2 separate regions of the Arachis hypogaea genome follow, and region 2 is linked to region 1. The links are chromatin contacts, called in public Hi-C maps. All regions are on one chromosome and are shown on one strand. The core of a region is the stretch at or near the end of the contact, and the rest is flanking DNA. Distances in the headings are between cores, read along the strand shown.

Evidence for each region. Hi-C and Micro-C count contacts between places; a contact is called where the count stands out from the background.
Region 2: a contact with region 1 is called in a Hi-C map of an unstated tissue, with 6 times the contacts expected there. The contact joins the promoter of LOC112696523 here to the promoter of LOC112696518 in region 1. A contact is called at or near these places in 3 of 8 Hi-C or Micro-C datasets (leaf and an unstated tissue).

The regions. Positions count from the first base shown.
Region 1 is chr6:29,515,235-29,518,974 of arahy.Tifrunner.gnm2.J5K5, forward strand. LOC112696518 reads left to right here and starts at 2,109. Exons shown (of 1, transcript XM_025749315.3): 1 at 2,109-3,740. The coding sequence starts at 2,621.
Region 2 is chr6:29,650,969-29,654,708 of arahy.Tifrunner.gnm2.J5K5, forward strand. LOC112696523 (putative serine/threonine-protein kinase) reads right to left here and starts at 1,588. Exons shown (of 6, transcript XM_025749322.3): 1 at 1,088-1,588; 2 at 863-996; 3 at 399-615; 4 at 89-326. The coding sequence starts at 1,148.

The sequences.
Region 1 (3,740 bases), core at 859-3,358:
AATTCGAAACCTAATGTATTGAATCTAACCTAAATTAATCAACCTAAATCCACTAAGATTAGAAAACTAAATTGAACTAACTTTGATACTGATTCAAAATTAAAATTAAAATTCTACTCAAACCTAAACTAAATTAAACTAAAATTAAAGAAATTAGAAAAGAGTTGCTCAAGAACTTGTAATGAAGAACAAAGAAAATAATAAGGGAAGAGGTGGATGTTGCGGCAGTGGTTGCCAAAGTTGAGGTGGTGGCAGATGGTGGTGACGGCGGAGGAGAGAGAGAGAGAGAGGGGGGGGGGGAGGGAGGGAGGGAGGGGAAGAAGGAGGAGTCAGCATAAAGGGTTGACAGTGACGAAGAGAAGGTAGCGACGACGGTGGTTTCGGCCGCAGTGGTAGATGGCAAGAGTGACAGCGATTAGGGAGAGAGAGAGGGGGGATGGTGGTAATGGTGGTCTAATGAGGGGGAAGAGGTTCATGATTTGAATTTATATAACCCTTTTACTGTCAGAAAATTTTGACGGTAAACTATTACGGGTCACCAAGACACATCATTTCACTAATTGGAGTTACTGTTAGAATTCGACGGTAAAGGACGCGCCAATTCAACTTATTTTTCCTCCAAATATTACTGGCGGATTTACCGTCGAAAAGCAGAATTTACCGGTAATTACTTATCCTTACAAATTCGACATCATTATCACTGGTAAATCCACCGCTACTCTGTGATGCTAAATTTGACGGTAAATTCAAGGTTACTCGAAATTTTTCTTGTAGTGTGTTAAAAGAGGAAGAAGCGTAGACAAAGTGGTGCCCGAACGTTACGAACGGTGACAGCAACTCTCACACCTTGTGGCCGTGGGATTTCCACTGTCTTAGAGTCTCTCACTTTCTTTTTTCTCTATTTTGACATTTGGGAGAGGAAAAATTTTGTTTGAGGATGAGAGGGAGGGCTCGAGGACTTTAGAAGGAGATCCGTCTTTTTCTCTTTTTTTTAAACAATAAAATAACGTCGTTTCATAAAATCAACTGAATCTTAATTCAACACAATTAATTAAAATTGTCAATTTTAATCGATAAACAAAATCATATTATTATCTAATTTGCAATTAAACTAATCTGATCAACTATTCGATCTAATTTTTATAACCATGCTTAACATGCTTAGCTTATGAAAAATATAGACACACAGCCATAAAAAATTTGATAAACAAAGATATATACACCCACATAATCATTAAAGTATACATACATGCATATAGACATAGTTCTATTATTTAGAGTAAAATAAACTTTAAAATAATCTCTAATTTTTTTTTCTAATGGTCACTTTAATCTCTTATCATTGTTTAGTAATTATTAGTTTCTAAACTTTTACATTATTAAATAAGTACGTACGTAAATTTGTAGTTAAAATATTTTAATTTCATATTGAACTATCAAATTTTATTAAAGAAAAAATAAAGAATTTATTTCACAATTTTAAAATACATAAACTATCTAATAAAAATTAACCATCAATTCGATATTTAAAAAGTTTAAATATTGACAAAAAAATTCCTAAAATATATTATCAATCAAATAATTTTTAAAATAATTTTTAAAATTTAACAAATGTATCCATAATTTTACTAGAATTCATTTTTGATAAGCGTAATATTAAAGTAGTTATTAAAATTATACGATTTAGCTATCTTTAAAAATATGACATAAAATTAAATAAAAGACACAAATTTATTGATACCTCTTTATCCTTGTAAAATTTTTGGATAATAATAACTAATATTTAGTGACAATTTTTATTTATTCATATAGGTCTATTTAAAATTTGTATATTAAAGTTAATTTTTAAAATAATTAAAATGTATTTTCATAAATGATTTTGAAAATATTCTAATTTATAACAAAAAAAAAGAAATGCAAATACAGAAAACTTTCAATTAATAAAATACAAAATATTAACTTTGTAATTTTTAAAAAGTAGAGAAAATAGGATGGTGATGTAACACGAGGACTGGAGGGTCGACGATATTATGCCACGTAGCTAACATTTTGCATCGAATGGGCCATGGCAGCAAATAATAGATGACACCTTCGCTGGTCCTTACCTTACTGCGTAACACGCAATCACCCCCCATTTCCCGGTCCTATATTTTCCCCAGATCTACACTCACTCAACTCCCAATCCCTTCACAAACACACACTCTCGCTCCATATCCAACCTCTGCTTCAGATCTACCTAGGGTTTTTCCTCATATCACCACTTCAATTTTCGTTAGAATATTGATTTGATGCTGGAGTTGGGAGGATGAAGTAAGGAACTGAATGTGAGGGGGGGCACAATGGGGACGATGATGGGTGGGGGATTATGGTATGAATCATCACCGAAAAGGGTTCCAAGGGGGGTCTGGTTAAGGTTCCAAATCTCAATGGGCGTCCTCGTGGGTGGAAATCACACCTCCTCCAGGTTTTGCACTCGCTAATCATCTCTTCTTCTCCACTTTCCGGCTTTCAAATCTTTCAAGAACCCTTTCTTAGTGTTCAATCAATCAACCGAACTCCGAACTTCCTTTTTTTTATTTAAATTTTTCTTTATTGGTGTTATCTTCAATCCTCGAATCCCATGGATGCCAAAGCCATGAAACTCCAGATCCTGAAGGGGTCCATAGCGAGGCGCGTGTTCTTCCGCTCAATCATGCTCGCCTCCGCCATCTCGATCGTTTCTCTGCTCCGCGCCTTCTCCGCCTTCGACTTGGCTGACTTAGCTCCGGTGACACTGACCTACACCGACTGCGTCGCCGCGGGTTCCCAAATGCGTTTCGAAAACGCCACTCTCCAGAGCCGCGTGCTCAGCACTTTCTGGAGCTCCTTCTACTGCGAGAAAGACGAAAACTTGACGGTCAACGTGGTCAACGACCTTATGAAGAAGCAACTGTTGGATTGCGGAGCCAAGAGCCTCTGCGTCGGAGAAGGTTCGGCGATGGCCGTCGCCGCCATGAAGCACATGGGATTCTCCAGCGTTACCGGTGTCCACAGGCACCGGTTCTTCTCCCTCAAGCAGAAGAAAATCGTGTACGAGCTCAATTACCAGGACTGTTCATTCGATTTCGTGCTGTCAAGGGATCTTGACAAGGTTTCTGTTCCTGCGTTGCTCGTTCTTGAGGTTGAGCGTGTTCTAAAGCCAGGTGGTGTCGGTGCCCTTCTTGTGGGTCCCACTGGCTCCAATTCCATCCCCAACGACCTCATTAGGTCTGCAACACCGGTTTCATCGTTGCTAAGATCTTCCACCGTTCTGCATGTTGGCTCTGTTGGTGATCTCAACCTTGTTGTGTTCAGGAAAAGGGTGGCAAATGATACTACTTCTGGTGCTTTCTATCAGTATCCACTTCCTGCGGATTGTTCTAGCATAAGTCTTACAAAGCCTTTGATTCAGCTTATGGAGTCTCTTGTGAGTCAGAAGCCGCCACTTGGGTATGAGAAGATGGTACCTTACTTGCCAAAGTTCGTGGATGTTTCTTCTAGGAAGAGGATGGTTTATATTGATATTAATGGGGGGCGAGAGATCCGCAATGCTGATGATAATCCTAGTGATTGGTTCTTGCCATCTTACCCTATTAGTCAAAAGGATTTCAATGTGTATTTTGTTCACTATAACACTTCTGTAATGTTGTCCTATGTGAAGCGACCTGGTGTGACATTTGTTTACTATCCCGGGTTGGCCGGTAAGGCCGCGGCCAAGGCTA
Region 2 (3,740 bases), core at 338-2,837, 140 kb after region 1:
ATGATTTGAGAGAAAACCCAAAAGGATCAAATATAGCTTCCTAGTTTGTACATATATTCATCTTAATCAACACATGAGTAGCACTCACAATGTCCCAGCAACTCGAGTGCTGATATAAGACTTGTCATCTCTTAGTAGCTTTGCGAGACCAAAATCCGAGACCTTCGGTGTGAAATCTCGATCAAGAAGGATGTTGCTTGATTTGATATCTCTATGCAGAATATGAGGCTTAAGTTCCTCATGAAGAAACGCAAGAACAGAGGCCACACCTATGGACACTTCCTTCCTTGCTTCCCAATTGAATCTCATCCTACTTTCCTCCGAACCTATAAATAATAATAACAATTTCAAGGCTTTTTTCGTCACAAGCTGTAATTCAATAAATTAGGTTAAAGTACCTAAGAAAGTGTGGTGAAGGTTGTTGTTCTCCATGTAATCATAGACTAGATATCTTTTTGCTCCTTCTACACAGCACCCTCTAAGAATGACCAAATTTTGGTGCTTGATATTTGCAAGCGTAGCCAATTCAGCCACAAACTCCCTCTCTCCTCGCATGGACTCCATCTCTATGGAAAGCACTTTCACTGCCACCAATGTCCCATCCCGGAGCCCCCCCTTCACAACAAACCAATCACACATAATTTCATGCCATTCCACGTGACATGAAATATTCTATAGTATAAAAGAGTACAATATAAACAAAATTTAAAATACATATAAAATATTATTCTCTATCAATTAGGTCGGAAGTATATTTTTGTTCATCAAAATAAATTTTTTAGATTTATTTTAATATTTATAAATTTTAGTGTGTACTCAAACTCTGGTATATTAAGAGTGAGAGGTTTATAAGTTATATAACCTTGTAGACAGAGCCAAAACCTCCTTCTCCAATTTTGTGAGAGGGATGAAAACCACGGGTGGCTGATGCCAACTCCCTGTAGGTGAAGACCCGAAAGTTTCCATCACTCTCGTCTTCCTTATTCGGCTCTTCTTCTGATAATTGGATGAAATTCAGACGTGGAAATTAAAGAGAAGAGGAATAAAAGAACACATTAATAATCACATGGTTAATTACAAAGTATACCTTGTTTGGTTTCTTCTTTGACAGAGAAACAAGTAGAAAAACATGAATGAATAATCTTCATCCCGCCAGAGAAGTAGAACAACTTCCGAGGATCTCGGGTTTTGGTGTTAGATTAATGAAGATCTTAATTTGGAGAAAATAAGTGTTGTGAGAAGGAAACATGTTTGAAAGAGTAATATTGGTAACTAGCTAGAGTAGTCTCATTTTTTGTCCGTAATAAACTAATAATAGAAAAACAAGAAAGGAAACACGGCACTCTCTAATTATCGGATAGTGGTGGAACCTTAGCTGTCTGAAGCGTTGAGCATTCATACATACATCATTCATATTTCGTTGACCAACGGAGTTTTCCAGTTTCCACAGCTGAAATTTCCATTTTTCTAAGCAAACAATTAATGCTTGTTCGTTGCAACTTGCAACCAAACCTTGTTTTGGATGCTTCTTCCAAAACTATTCCTCTAGTACTGCGGATTTAAAATTAGACTTTTGCTGGACTCAAGTAACTTATATAAAAGAAATTTTGATTTTTTTTTAAATATTGTTTTATATAATAAACATCTTAAAATCATTTTTTTTATATCTTTCACTTTGAAAATACTTTAGGACATTCATTTGTTAAATTCTGAAAGTCAAACTAATATTAATATTAATGATATTGGATTAGGTATATGGATCATCTTTTCAATGCCGTACTTGTATTATTATTATTATTATTATTATTATTATTATTATTATTATTATTATTATTATTATTATTATTATTATTATTATTATTATTATTATTATTATTATTATTATTATTATTATTATTATTATTATTATTATTTATCTTGTGTTTTAAGAACATATTTTAAGATTACAAATGAAAAAATTTTGGATTTAGCTAACATATATCCTAAAAATACATGATAAACTTACCATTAATAAAAAATTTAAAGGTTTTTATTTAATACATACAAAATAAATGTATTGAAAATTTAAATTTTTTATATTTTTAATGAAAACTTTTTTATTTTGTAATATTAATATGTGTCCTTAAGGTACATTATTTTTTTTTTCCGATGGTTGGTAAGACTCTCGACCCAAACAAAAAAAAAATGTTAGCACTTCGTGCTAAACAAAACGATAAACAGAAGTTCACAACAACTCAAATTCAAAAAACAACAAACAATCAAATATACAAATAACTCTAAACACAAATCACTAAAGATTCCTACACCCTTATTAGTCTCAATAGCTAAGTAAAACACCACAAATATCAACCAAGCAATCTGATACCACCTATAAAAATTTTATTATGTAAGATCTTTTCTTTTTAATTATATGAGAGAAAAGTTCTTGAAAAATGTCACCTTTACTGCTTACGGTTCGTCATTATTCTCTTTCTTATTCTTGTTACGATAGAAATCTCATTTATCTTCTTAGTTTCAACTAGTTCCTTTCTGAGATATGCTACTTCTGTTTCATTATCGTTGCAGGTCAACTTCAATTGAGTTCCCACTCTCCAAGTTTTGATAGTTTCATCTTCAAACTCTACCTCCTCATTTTCGCTAGTCCCTTTTTTCTCTCTGGTGAACACTCGCTGCTTTTTCTTTTACGGATCTCTTCTTATTTCTAGAGCTATTCGCTTTCGTTCTCTTATCCATCACACGTTTATTAGCCACGATATCTGCTCTCAATCTTCTTCTAGGTCTCATTGATATGTACTTTCATTTTTCTTCATCTATGATTTTAGAACATATATCACTCTACTCTTTTTGATTTTGTTGTTATTACTTTATCCATTAAAGAAGCTTCTATTTATAATAGCTTCTTCAAAATCCGGTTGATATAGGGGACAAATATAGACTCATCATCGTCTACTATGTAACCACCCTACCCCACAAGACCTGAGATTTCTCATTCCTTATGACGTTCACCGACACGCATTTGTTTAGGTATATATACGACATAGGTAGTAAGTTAGAATTATAACTCATGGCACTAAAACTTTTTAGCTTTTTCAAACAACAAGTTTTGTATAATTAATTAATTACCGCTATAATCAAATTTTTTTTATTTTGTTAATTTATTAAATTCACTAAATAATAAATTAATAGAAGAACAATCCTAGATGCATCATCAATTAACAATTAGTACATGATCATAATTTTTATTTTTAACCCAAAATACTTTTGCCATAGGATAAAGCAAATCAAAGCTTTAGTTATCCTTATGTAAAACCCTAACATCAACTAAACCATTAGCTTACCTAACCCAATTGTAGTTTAGCCATAATTAGAGACAACAACATTAGTCTTTATTTCCTTTTGATTTCCACACCTCATGGTCAACTAACCAACTAACTTAATGAATGCTTAGTCATTGCTCCTAAACATATGTGTTACTTCATCCTTCTCCTTAAGCCACGAAACACATATGAAACTTACACCTATCCCACATTCACTCATTCAAACACTTACAAAGTATATCACCTAATTCAAAGAAAGAAAAAGAGAGAAGACCGAGAGTGACCCAACATAAGAACATGGCTAGCATGCAATCTTCTTCAACCCTTCAATTTTCATAGGAGTTTGAGGAACATAGCTCTCATCTTCTTGCATCAACCTTTGCTGACTTTTTAACCAATTAGATATGTTGCAAAAAGTATGAG